2 separate regions of the Mus musculus genome follow, and region 1 is linked to region 2. A link is a contact called in public Hi-C data. All regions are on one chromosome and are shown on one strand. The core of a region is the stretch at or near the end of the contact, and the rest is flanking DNA. Distances in the headings are between cores, read along the strand shown. Region 1 overlaps Msi2 (musashi RNA-binding protein 2). Region 2 overlaps Msi2 (musashi RNA-binding protein 2).

Evidence for each region. A called contact is a pair of places that touch in the nucleus more often than the background predicts.
Region 1: a contact with region 2 is called in a Hi-C map of DN3 thymocytes, with 2.8 times the contacts expected there. The contact joins two enhancer-like sites. A contact is called at or near these places in 2 of 15 datasets of contacts at CTCF or cohesin (large pre-B cells and pro-B cells), 15 of 484 Hi-C or Micro-C datasets (the CH12 cell line, DN3 thymocytes, the Patski cell line and 10 more) and 6 of 115 datasets of contacts at active chromatin or transcription factors (the HPC-7 cell line, embryonic basal ganglia, embryonic stem cells and 2 more).

Annotation. Positions count from the first base shown.
Region 1 is chr11:88,548,878-88,554,612 of GRCm38.p6, forward strand. All of the region lies in intron 6 of Msi2 (musashi RNA-binding protein 2), which reads right to left. Among named protein-coding and RNA genes, the nearest start is that of 0610039H22Rik, 68 kb to the right of the region's middle. Within about 2 kb of position 2,299, at least 175 of the 459 cell types and tissues checked have an H3K27ac peak or open chromatin away from gene starts, as enhancers often do. A contact at or near this core is called in the CH12 cell line, DN3 thymocytes, muscle stem cells and 1 more, where this site is marked.
Region 2 is chr11:88,688,307-88,694,949 of GRCm38.p6, forward strand. The region is part of intron 5 of Msi2 (musashi RNA-binding protein 2); the gene reads right to left. Among named protein-coding and RNA genes, the nearest start is that of Msi2, 27 kb to the right of the region's middle. Within about 2 kb of position 4,280, at least 81 of the 459 cell types and tissues checked have an H3K27ac peak or open chromatin away from gene starts, as enhancers often do. A contact at or near this core is called in the CH12 cell line, DN3 thymocytes, muscle stem cells and 1 more, where this site is marked.

The sequences.
Region 1 (5,735 bases), core at 1,049-3,548, 140 kb before region 2:
AGCAGCCCACCAGCAGCTAATGGGACTGTACCCACATGGCAAAATCACAAGCCTTAAGGCCTGCCCCAACCCTTCTTCCCTAACACCACCTTCTTGTCCCATCAGATGATAGTGTTCCTCCCATACACTGCGCAGGTGCCAGAAAGCCCCTCCCATTTTCAGCTGCTCTTTCAAACCCCGCCCCCCATGCCTCCTTCTGAACCATGCTTTGAGTCCTGAATCAATTCAGTAAGTCACAATGCTCTTCCAGCAGGACTCACCACTTCTACAAGCCCAGGGCACTTGGGCAAAATACGTGGTCAACTTTTCCTTAAACTGGTGCCCAAAGGGTTGCCATGAAAACTCAGGACTCTGTGGGGACCTAAAGAGCTCACCACCAGGAGCAAGGCCAATGCTTGACATTGTTGACACAGATGTGGCACAATCCCCCAAGGGGCAGAGACAGAGGCTCCCTTGCAGTGGGCCCTTCATTTCTAGCTTCCAAATGCCTCAGGAATAAATCCAAACTCCGCCCTACCCCCGGCAAGCCTCTGGCTCTCTGAAGTCTTCTGGTCTATCGTCCCCTTTTCTCTTTTCTGACCTCACATAGCTTATTCATACCTTGGGCACTGAACAAACCATGTGACCTGCCTCTGAGAGGCAGCTTTGCCCTGGATGCCTAAGTCACTATCCTCACGCCCCCCGCCCCAACCTGGTACTGTTCTTGATGCTGCTCATAATCCGCCGTACTGCCTTTGTGTATACGTGTTCAGCACGCCAGCACTAGAGCGGAAGCGTCACTAGAGCCCAAGTGGCCTAGGCCCCAACCTCACACAGCAGGGACTCCTAAATATCTGACTCAAGACCCAAAAGGCACTCTTTTTGTTGTAGAAGGAAGTTTGGTCGCTCTAGCACCACCCGCCGCAAAGCTCTATGTGGCAGGTTAGCTACAGGGAGACTAATGGATAGCATTGCAGGGTGAAGCGTTGCTGGACCTCAGGGACGCACCTCTGGGGAATACTGGTAAACAGCACAAATTAACAAAAACTAGTTGCATGTTAATATATACTGCCTCCTCCTCAGACGGCTTATGAACACTGTAATTTTCTTCACTAAAACACTGTCTTACAGAACCAACTCCCCTAATTACAGGCGTTTGTATGCATTATAATCTTCATACAATTAAACCTACTAAAAAGAATAAATGGTTAAATGCCCCCTTGCCCTGTCAGTAGCCCATCCCTCCCCTAACTACCAAAACACACGCAAACAAAAACAAAACCCGACAACACAACAGAAACAGACCCAAAGGTGCTGAGAAAGCAAGCACAGCTGAGTTGGCAGTAGACAAAACCCTCAGAAAATTGGAATTCAGGCTGACAGAGCCTTGTCGCCACAGGGGGCAGAGTCAACTTTCAACTTCAAACCCTCTGGCATCTGGGTGGCTCAGCACCTGATTTCAATGTCACATGAAAGGCTCCTAGGTACTGAACAAAATGTCTCATTTCAGGAGCAAGCATCTCCCCTCACACAGTTCATCTCCAGACACACACGTGGTCTGGTGACCCGAAACAGGCTTTGGGGATCTTCTTCAAAAACTTGCACAAAGGCATTTGTGACCAGGGGCTGTTTACCAGGAAGTCTGTGTTGGCTTCTCTGGAGCCAGGCAGGTTTAGCTGATAAACCTTTCTGGGACACTGCATCCTGGAGAAAACAGCCATCAGAGGCTCTCCCTAACAGGCCCAGACACTGGCTATTGGACCAAGAACCCCACCTGCCTTTTGTTTTGAAGACTCAGCACTAGGGTGAAGGAAGGGCTTCCTGCCCCACAGATGAGGTGAATCAGGGCCAGATATACCACTCCAGGGCCTCATCGGGCCCTTTCAACAAGCCCTGTGTGGTAGGAAGGACAGTTATCTCATCTACCTCTGAGGAAAGTGGAGTTCACAGAGGGGGCACATTTTACCAAGGACACATGGCTACAGAGTAATTGTGTCTAGCCTGCAGCCTCAGGAAGCCTGAAGCTGTGGCAGGCCTGCCTTACAGGGGTAGAACTGGCTAGTTCAGATAGGCCAACTTTTCCATTGTCTTTAGGTATCCTTCCCAGGGACCGAACACTCCCAGCTGCACAGAGATGTCCTGTGAGCTTTCCCTACTAGTAGCCTCTGACCAGGACTTAGCAGCAGCAGCAGCAGCAGCAGCAGCAGCAGCAGCAGCAGCAGCAGCAGCAGCAGCATCCGGAACCCCTCTTGAGTAGCTGGAGCACAGGCTGGCACATGAGAAGCAGCAGTTCCTGCTGCAGCCACGTGTGCCACTGAAGCCACCAGGAAGTCTCATTAGTCAGCACCGACAGCTGCTGCCCCAGAACACATGGCCCCTGTGGAGCTCTCTGCAAGCCTCTGCCAAACCAGGGAGTGGGTGGAGAGAAAAAAAAGGGCCAGGAGAAGCAGGAGGCTGAGACACCCAAGGGGCTCCACATGTGCTCCCTCCTTACCTACAGTACAGCTGAGGCCAGAAAAAACTCACACAAAGCCACAAGCCCCTTCCAACCCACTCCCTCAAGCCCCAGCTTTGAACCTTCTAACTTTCTAACAAGGAGCAAGACCCAAAGTACCCGAACCTTCATGTTTCCCCCCAAGGCTGTCTAAGAGTTATCCAGGTGACTCCTAACACCTTCCAGGCTGGCCTGAAAGAGTGTACATCACAGCTAGTAGCCTTTCCTCAGCCCTTGGGTTTGGATTAGGGCAGGGTTTTTTGTTTTGTTTTGTTTTTTAAATAAGCATTCTCAGGTCCTCTCCTCCTGTCTCACAGCATCAAATTTCCAGCCCTGTCTGCCAGAGATATCCTAAGGCCCCCAGAAATGCCAGCAGGAGATGCCATTCTACACACCTGTCAGGAAGATCAGGAAGAAAGGAAGGACTACATGGCCACAGGCCAGTGCCTTCCTCATTTCCACTCCACCCTGAGGGGCCTTTCCAGGGTCTCTTCAACATCCTCCCTCAGACTTCACCCACCTCATCTTGGACAATAGAATGCAGGGTTGTAGCTGTTTCCCAGGAGAGGGGACACACTGAACAAAACATCCATTCCTTCTCAGGAGGATAGGTGGCGAGGCTGGCTGACTAGTCAGTATGGAAGCCAGTGAACGCCATGCTACTTATGAAAAGCAAACGCGCATGCACCATCCCCTTCAAGCGGTTACATTTCACGGCAATTCCTCCTTAAGGGAGTGAAGCCACTCATGCCTGAAAACCAAGAAGGTCAACATCCTTTGAGGGTTTATCAAAATCGGCTGTACTGATGTATAAGACCATAATGTAAAGTGGAACCCAACTTTTATGCCTGAAGGCATGGACAAGAGGAAGCGCTGGAGGAAGAGGGTCTCCTCCTGAAGCGACCAGAGTGAAATTACAACAAAAGAAACCCCTGCATGTAAGGTATTTGCCAAGAAAGTGGTGAAAAACACCGTGACTATTACTGCTGCCTGTATACCCACTGTGTGCCAGGCCACAGGCTGGGTACTCCTTATGTCCCAATTAACCACCATGACAGCAGGGAGGTAGGAAGGCAGGCAGGCTGAGAGAAGGGAAAGCGGCACACTTATCACAGAAGAGCTTGTTCTCCCCAGGGTCTCCTTCTCCTCAAGTAGGCTCCAAGAGTTCAGAGGTCCAAACAACTGTAAAGCTCTAAAGCCGAGGTTCAAATGCTGTTCTTAGTCACGGCAGAAGCCTTTCTCTGTACTGGTACTTTAGTGTTTAGTTCTCTAAAAATCCCTGGCCCGGGGGCGGGGGGAGCACGGGCCAGAGTGATGGCTCATTGGTTAAGAGCACTCTTCCAGAGGACTGGAAGTTCAATTCCCAGTACCTACATGGCAGCTCACAACTGTCTGTAACTCCAGTTCCAGGGGATCTGATACCCTCACAACAATGCATATAAAATAAAATTTAATTAATTAAAACAAAACAAAACAAACACCCTGGCCTCATCATCTCTGCAGCCCAAGCCAGCAGATCTCAGACTGCAAGATGCACAGCAGCATACAGAACACACTCCATTTCTCACTCCTAGAGAGGCAAACTGGGATGTTCAGACTCAGGCCACTGCCACTTAGGGCCAAAAATTAACACCAAATTGGCCTTGGAGGGAGGAGCATACTCCCTGCATCTCCCTGCTCAGCCATCTTGTCCCTGCAAGTCATCAGCCCAGGCGAGGGAGTGGGTGGTTCTGAAAACCCATCCCCGTCAATGGAAACAAAACATAAAGGCTGTGCTCACATCCATGGGTTACCAGCGTCACTGCCTCCCACAGAAGGCCGCGCTGCTCAGCCTGAAAACATTCTCTCCAGTGTGGCCAGGTGCCTGCTGTGATGGGGCAGCAGCAGGGGGCAGTGTTGACAGGAAAGAGATCCCAGAGCTCCGTCTCTTAGCCTCAGGAAAAAGACTGGAGGCCAGTTTTTGAGCCTTTTGCCTTCTGGGCTTCTGTCTCCTCAGGTCCGGTCCCTAAAATGTCTCTTCGGCTCTGTATTTCAGGTGTCAACTCACCAGGCACAGACAGTGTAGCGAGGCTCTCCAGGATAACGAGAGACCCAGAACAAAACCTGTCTGCCCACCCTTCTCACTCAGGATCACATGTGGACACAGCCATGGGGCACAGCAGTGAGCAGACACTGGCCTCAGTTTCCGGTTATGTGAGCCTGCAGAGGCTGCTGCTCACTTAAGAACTGGAGAAGTCTGACAAATTATAAACAGGCATGCTCACTTTTTAGAAGACAAGCTCCAGGGCAAAGAGGCCTCTCTGCCCTTTGGCAGTCGTGTAGGTCTCCTACCTTCTCTTGGCCTCTTTTAGCTACATGCTAGACTGAAAGCTTAGCTCTGACTCAGCCAGACCAAAGGTGCTGATCAAACCCAGGGTAGGCCTAGCTGATAAGGAATAGCTGGCCGATGTTGAGTTGACAGATACAAGGGTCATAGAAGTCTTTAATCATGAGATAGCAAACACTGTAGTGTTGAAGAAGAAACGAAGCCCAGTCTGGCAGCGCACTTGGTACCTGTAATCCCAGCATTTGGGAGGCAGAGACAAGAGGGTCCCATTTAAGGCCATTTTCAGATACATAGTAAATTTTAGGCCAGACTAGAGGCTACATGAGACCCTGTCTCAAAACATTTATTAAATAAGGGGGGTGGGGCGAGGTCTGTGGCTTTCCATCCCAAGCTGGGCCTAGAAGGGTGACCCTTTCTTTGTTCCTTTAACCCATTGTTTGCACACAGATGACTGTCATCGCCCGTCTGGCTCATCTCTGAATGCCCTGCCTCCCCATCCGGTAGCCACATCTCAAAATGGCTATGATGCCTTCCGGGTCAAAAATGGTCAACAGTAATTCAAGGTCAAAATAACGCCCTGATTTTGAGGAGATCAGCATTAAGGATCACTTGTCCAGTCCATAATGCCTCAGCCAGGAAGCCTTGCTGATTCTGAACTGCTCGGCCCATAACTCAAATATCCCAGGCACAAGATTATAAAGTACTTCCAGACTGCGGGCGGGAGAGAGGCGCAAGCTTTCTTCGTCCATTGATACCTTGTAAGCAGCATTTGAATTCGGGCAGACCCTTTCCACACTGGGTTATAAGTCTCTAGTTCTTTATCATTGCAACTCCTCGCTCTGGTTCTTGTATAGACATGGGGCTATCACAGAACTTAATGACTGGCCAGGAAATGACCCTAAATCCTCTGGTCTGCAAGTCCCTTCAAGCCAAAGA
Region 2 (6,643 bases), core at 3,030-5,529:
GCCTCCCCTGTTCCTTCTGTCACCACTTCCCACTTCTTACCCAAAGAAGCAGGAGTTACCTGCCATCCATGTCATCTTGTACCGACCCATCCCCAGCTAACTAACGGTCTAGGCACCAACTGAAGCCGGTGACCCTGTAGATACCGCTCAGGGACAGGACCCAAGAAAAGGAGAGTGACTCAGGGGAGGCTGGGACTCAGAAAAACCAGTCCTCAATTCCCCAGACACTAGAGGCTAAAGAGATCTGCCGGGGAGGGGAGGGGAGGAGGGGAGGGGAGGGGAGGGGAGGGGAGGGGAGGGGAGGGGAGGGGAGGGGAGGGAAGGGGAGGAAGATCACAGCTAACTTGCAAGGACCAGAAACCAAACAGCACACTGTGGCTTCCTGGCCCAAATCACCAAAGTGACCAACTGATGGAGGTTTGGTTATAACCCAATCTCCCTGTCCCAGAGACAACAGCTAAATCCAGACTAGCTGAAAAATCAATTCTGGCTAAAGCCCTATTGGCTGGCAGGCTTTGCGCAAGGTCCTCTGGAGAGCACCTCCCCTTCCAGGAGCCACTAAGTCTGATCATCCTCATTGGACAGGTGGCGTACGTGAGAGGATCCGAGGGTTACATCGGCTAGCCAGGTCACAGTCAGGGTTCGATCCCAGTTCGCACCACCTGTTCTTCTTAGAAGGGAGAAGACAACAAAGAAGGAAGCCCACACAGCTCCTGAGACCAGCCCCGGCCTACACTCCACTCCACAGAAATAACCTGACCAGCCTCAACTCACTCACCCAGGGGGCAGGGACCACTTACAATCCTTACATCACAGTAGTCAGTGGTGCCTCTGACTGGCTATGGTCTGGGTACAAATGCAAAGCCGGCCCCATTCATCACTACAAGAACAGGTACCCCATGGCCCCTCTACAGGGGGCTGGCACAGAGTCCACTCAACTGCTGATCAGCCACACAAAGGTGGCTAAGAACCAGGCAGGGTACCCAAGCTATTCAGAAGACTGAGGCTAGAAAAGACCCTTTGGACGCTCCTTTAAGAACAGAGGCAAGAGGGCTGGGTGATGCTTCTGCAAACGGGCAGAAGGTACCACCAATCCCTCCTGGACCACAGCTCCAGCTTCCCACCCGTGATTGGATAGTGAAGCGTCCTCTGAACCTCAACACACACCAATAGCCAGACCTGGGGTGAGGATACTGGCAGTCCTCTACCCGCAAGGCACTCCCAGTCACTCTTGCCCCTACACACCTCCTCAAGGATAACTGAGCAGAAACCATGAAAGGAACGACCCCCAACTCCAATATGGTGGACCATCCAAGACCAGGTGGCCCAGCCAGGCAGGATATTCCTAAGGACACCTTTCACCCTTCCTCCCGAATTCTACCAGGTTACTCCTGGTCTCGAGGTTTTATAATAAAGGTTCAGTTCAACAGGGAAAAATAAAATAAACGCTTCAAAACCCCTGATCTGAAGGCTACTAGGAAAGACAATGGATCTGGGAGAGATGGCAGGGGGTTGGGGCAGGAGAAGGGCTGCTTACAAAGCCTGTGCCAGGCAGCTGTTCCCAGCAGGCCGGCCTTCCTGTGGCCTCTACCTTTGTCAGGTCCAGCTGTTCTCTGAGCATCTAGTCTTAACCCACTGACTGCACACAAGCCTAACCCCAACTAGGTACTTTAACAAGCGCCCCACGGCCCTCCCACACTGCCCATTCCTCCATCAGAACACACCTTGCCCTTGCAGTCTTTTTGTTTGTTCTCTTTAAAAGGCCTGGGCAAGTTTACTGGGAGGTCATTTTGCCTCAGGAAACGAGCAAATTAAATTGAGGCCGACCGAGGGCTGGGAAAGGCACTCCCCACCACATTGGCGACCTTGGGCCCGGCAGTTTTAGGCAGGAAAGGTCACCAGCATGAGGCCCTTTGTTTATGGAACCCGGATGCTGGTGATGTGGTCACCTCCAAGGCGCACAATTAACAACAGCAGCAGGCCAAACTCCTTTATTGGTTACCTCTGAAACACTGCAGAAGTCAGCCTAACTTCTCAAGGAAGGGGCGGAAAAGAAAAGTGCTCTCAGCAGGAGGGGGAAGCCAGGGCTCCGCTTATGAGCAATTAGCAAATCAATGATTCTCAGAGACGCCACCGATTTAGACTAGGAGCTCTTAGGACCCTCGAGGAAAAGGAAAGGACACACAGCTTCCGGAGAAGAAACCAAAGTTTAAAAGAGTTAAGTGCCACAAACTACCTTCAGAGCTTGCCCACCCAAAAACACTTAAAAGGGTGTGCTCAGTATGAAGATTAAAAGCTACTTCAAAGTTAGCTCCTTAAACGCCAAAAACCAACGGAGGCTACCGCTTGGTAGTCCCATGGGTCTACATGAAATTATTCTGTCTACATAGTAGGATCTGGAGAAGGCACTGAATAAGAGGAGAAAGGGCTTGCACAGAAGGTCCCCCTGAGCCACATGACCCTTCACTGACCCACAGCAGAAAGGGAGGGGCATCACACAGGCCCCTCCTCCCACCCCATCCATGCAGGATGAGAAAATATTGATCTCCCAGACAAAGAGCCTGCAGATTTTTTTTTAAAGAAATAAACCCCTTCACAGTCCCAAACACCTGTTCAAGAACTCAGCTCTACACGACAGAAAGCACTCGAGGGGCCTCTGCTAAGGGGCAAGCAATGAGAAAAGAAAACATTTCTAAAAATACAGAGGCTTGCTGGGAAAAAAACAGGGTTCCGGGGCCACAGAAGTTCGTAGAAAAAGTTCAGGAACTGTTCCTGTAACTGGGCTTAAACATCTCGTTCTAGACCACAGAATTCAAAGCAGCTACACGCAAAAGCTTCCCAGACATAACTGGGAGTTCCCCGGGCTCCTGTCCACTGATAATGCACACAAGCCTTCCCCTGGTCTCTCCTTCCCACCCGATTACTCATTTCCCCGGACTCCCTGAAAAGACACCCCTCTTCCCTCCCTCCCTCCCTCTCTGCCTCCCCCACCCTTTTTTCTCTCCCTTGCCCACCCTCCTCTCTGTACCAGGAGAAGCAGAAATGATGATTTAATGTGAAAATACAGTTGTGCAAACCCATCCTAAACTGCTATATTCTGCCCAACTGCATTGCATGATTGCTGGCTTGGTCTGGATTTTGCCATATTGCTCTCTCCGCCCTACTCAGCTGAGAGACAGGGCAAAGGAGAAACACTTTCTTATCGGGAACATCGGTAACCCTGAGTGCTCCCTGCAAAAGACAATCTTGGGACTCTGCTAGTTCACCTGGGAAATGAAATGGGGAGAGGGCGCAGCTCCAGCCCCTCAAACTCCCTCTTCCCAAACTCAACCTTACTGCTTCATGTTTATCTCAAACAGGAAGGCACTTTCTCCAAAAGCTGGAGAGAAATACTTAGGAGAAAGGAAAGATTAAATAAGCCCTAAAGGACACCAGACTTACTAGTTTTAACAGCAATACATTGTTACCAACTTGCCCTCCCAGGGTAATAAAGGAGAGCTTTGCATAGCAGATGACTGAAGGCAAATATTAAACGTCTGATCAACTTTAACTTCTCTCTATACCAACAGCAGGCTGGACCTGACCAAGTTCAGGTTGACAGCCAGTCCCCTGAGAGCCAGCACACCCAGTGGGAAAGATGACATCACTGAGCCCCAAGTTCTTATCTCCATGGTGATGGGGGGGGGGAACTATAGTAGACAGAAAAAACAATTCTGGTAAATGAAAAAACTTTCTTTGCATTATCTCTTACAATATTTTCAAATTCTGTTACTAGGGTTATGTGTAGATGGAGGTCAGAGAATGACTTTCTGGAATCGGCTCTCCGTCCACCTACATGTGGGTCCTGGAGTGGTGGGTGGCAAGTGCTTTTACCCACTGAGCCATCTTACCCTCTCCTCTTACAATGAAATGCTTTTTTAATAATGCAATGCTTTTTAATTTAAAAAATTACATTATGGTGTTTGGTGTGTGGTAACCGTCAAATCTCGCCTCTCTCCTCTCCTACTTTATCATAGCCACTTAAAGACAAGAAACTTTCCAGATCTCAAAACAGTCTGTGACTGCACAGCTGCAGGGAACGAAGTTGTCAAGAGGAAAAAAAAGGGCACGTACACACCTCAAAAATACATACATAGAACACCCAGGTTTATTTTTTGTTTGGAGTGAGAGACGACATATCAGTTCAAGTGGATTTCTGGGCCAGCAGCTGTACTGCACACGTCATAGGGGGGTGGGAAGAACGCAGGCCTTACCCTCAAGGACAGCTGAACTGAGGGCTTCCTCCAAAACCCTGCAACCCAGCGTCACCAGGACAACCAGGCAGGGTTGAGGGCACAGCCTGGGCAACTCCGATGACTGGATGACTCGTGTGGTACACGAGGGAAATGCAACAGAGGAAAAAGGAACCTGTATGGAGTCACTGCTCGACTAGAGGACTGGGCCCCTTTTCAGCATGAAGAAAAGAAAAGAAAAGAAGAGGGGAGGGGAGGGGAGGGGAGGGGAGGGGAGGGGAGGGGAGGGGAGGGGAGGGGAGGGGAGGGGAGGGGAGGGGAGGGGAGGGGAGGGGAGAGGAGAGGAGGGGAGGGGAGAGGAGGGGAGGGGAGGGAAGGAGGGGAGAGGAGAGGAGAGGAGAGGAGAGGAGAGGAGAGGAGAGGAGAGGAGAGGAGAGGAGAGGGAGAAAGAAAGAGAGAAAGAGAAAGAGAGAGAGAGAGAGAGAGAGAGAGAGAGAAAGAAAGAGAAAGAGAAAGAGAAAGAGAAAGAGAAAGAGAAAGAGAAAGAGAAAGAGAAAGAGAAAGAGAAAGAGAGAGAAAGAGAAAGAGAAAGAGAAAGAGAAAGAGAAAGAGAAAGAGAAAGAGAAAGAGAGAGAGAGATATCTTGGGCCATGCTGATCCGGGAACTCGAAGCAAGATGCTTCCCTGTAGAAAGCCTGGTCCTCTAACACACTTCGTTCCCCCTCAAGTGGCTATTTTTCTTGGTACTGAGTACCTTTAATTTTTATTCTCTTTTATTTTTACAAATACAGAGCCTGCAACAGTTCCTAACTGAAGGACCGCTAGCTGGGATGGAAACACAGGCCAGCTGAGACTGCACGGTAATGCTCCCTGCTTAGGCCACCGTTCCAAACTCGCATCTCTGGGATAGAAGGCCAGCCCAGCTGGGACAGGAGGAGAGTGCCACTAACTCTTCCACCAGGAGTCTGAAACAATCCGGGCCTAGATCCTTACAGACACACTACCAAGGGCCGCCTCAGAAAGGGCGCCGCCTCCTTGGCTCTTTTGACAACCTTCACGGGGCAGGCCCTCCCGCCCAAGCTCACTAACTTAGCTTGCTCAGGAGCAGAGTGCTTCTCTCTGTGGGGGCCTGCCTTCTCTGCCTGTGTTTTTCTATTTCTGCTTCAGGGGATCTGGAAGAGTCTCTCCTTTACCCCTTCCCTCCCTTCCTTCCTTTCCTTTGTATCTATTTGCGCATGCTCTTTAAGTGGCTTCAGGCTTGGCATTCATCTTAAACACACCTATAACGGATCAGGGACTTGAAACCTGTTTCTGGTTATGACGGACAACTCAAGCCCCCCCCCCCCACCCAAAGTGGGAGGCAGGGGAGTGGGGAGGAAAAGTTACAGACTTTTTAAAGGGTCTGTGACATAAACCCATTTCTGGGTACTACCCATAAAGGAAGCACTTCAGCCCCAGGGGCTGACAATCCAGACTGAACCCGGGTGGCCTCAGCTTATAAAAGTCCCAGCCACTCACTTGGGAAAGTTCACCGGAGGGGATTCCATCACTGCTGGAGAGGGCTTTCTACAAGCTTTGGTGAGTGTGAAAGGGAAGAGGAGAGGGAGGACGAAAGACCCTCCTCCCCCTCCTCCCGAAAAGCAAGCCCCACACAGTGCACACAGCTGCAGGAAGATTAAAAACATTTTATTGTTTAATGAGTAACAGAGGGTTGCTGGACATGGGCAATTTAAAAATCAAATGCCACTCCCGACACAGCCATTTGCAGTTAAAGGTGAAATGTGGTCCTTTTAAAGCAGAATTGTCCCCACCAGGAGGAGGACTGTGCACTGAGGGACCCAAATGCCCACCTAATTATTAAAGCTGTCAGCTGGCCACCCCAAGTAAGTCCCTTCCGTGGACAAAGTTCCCTGGAAGGAAAAGTCTCACCCCCACCCGGAGCGTAAGGAAGCTCCTGAGAGGAGTTGAGTAATGTCATCCAAGTAAAACAGTCAATTATAAAACATTCCAATAGATTCTCTAAGAACATCTACCTACGTGACAGAGATTTACACAAACCTGAAAGGCACGCGGCAATATTTCCCCTCTACCTCCTCCCTACACTTCCATCACAGGAGAGGGGGAGGAAGCAGGGAGCCGAGGAGACGCTGTCACACAAAATCAATTGTGAGACCCAGTTACTTATCCGACATCCCACAGTCCTGAGAGACAAGCTGGACGCACACAAGCACACCGGCATGAGCACACACGCACGCACACACTTCTTTATTGCCTCGGCAAGAATTATGGCTCAAGAGGCCGGCACTAATTTTAGTATCAGATTTATTATACAGCAGGGGGCAGGAATTCATCAGAACTGTCCCGTCTCCATATACCTTCCGGACTGCTCCTTGCAGTAAAAAAAAAAAAAA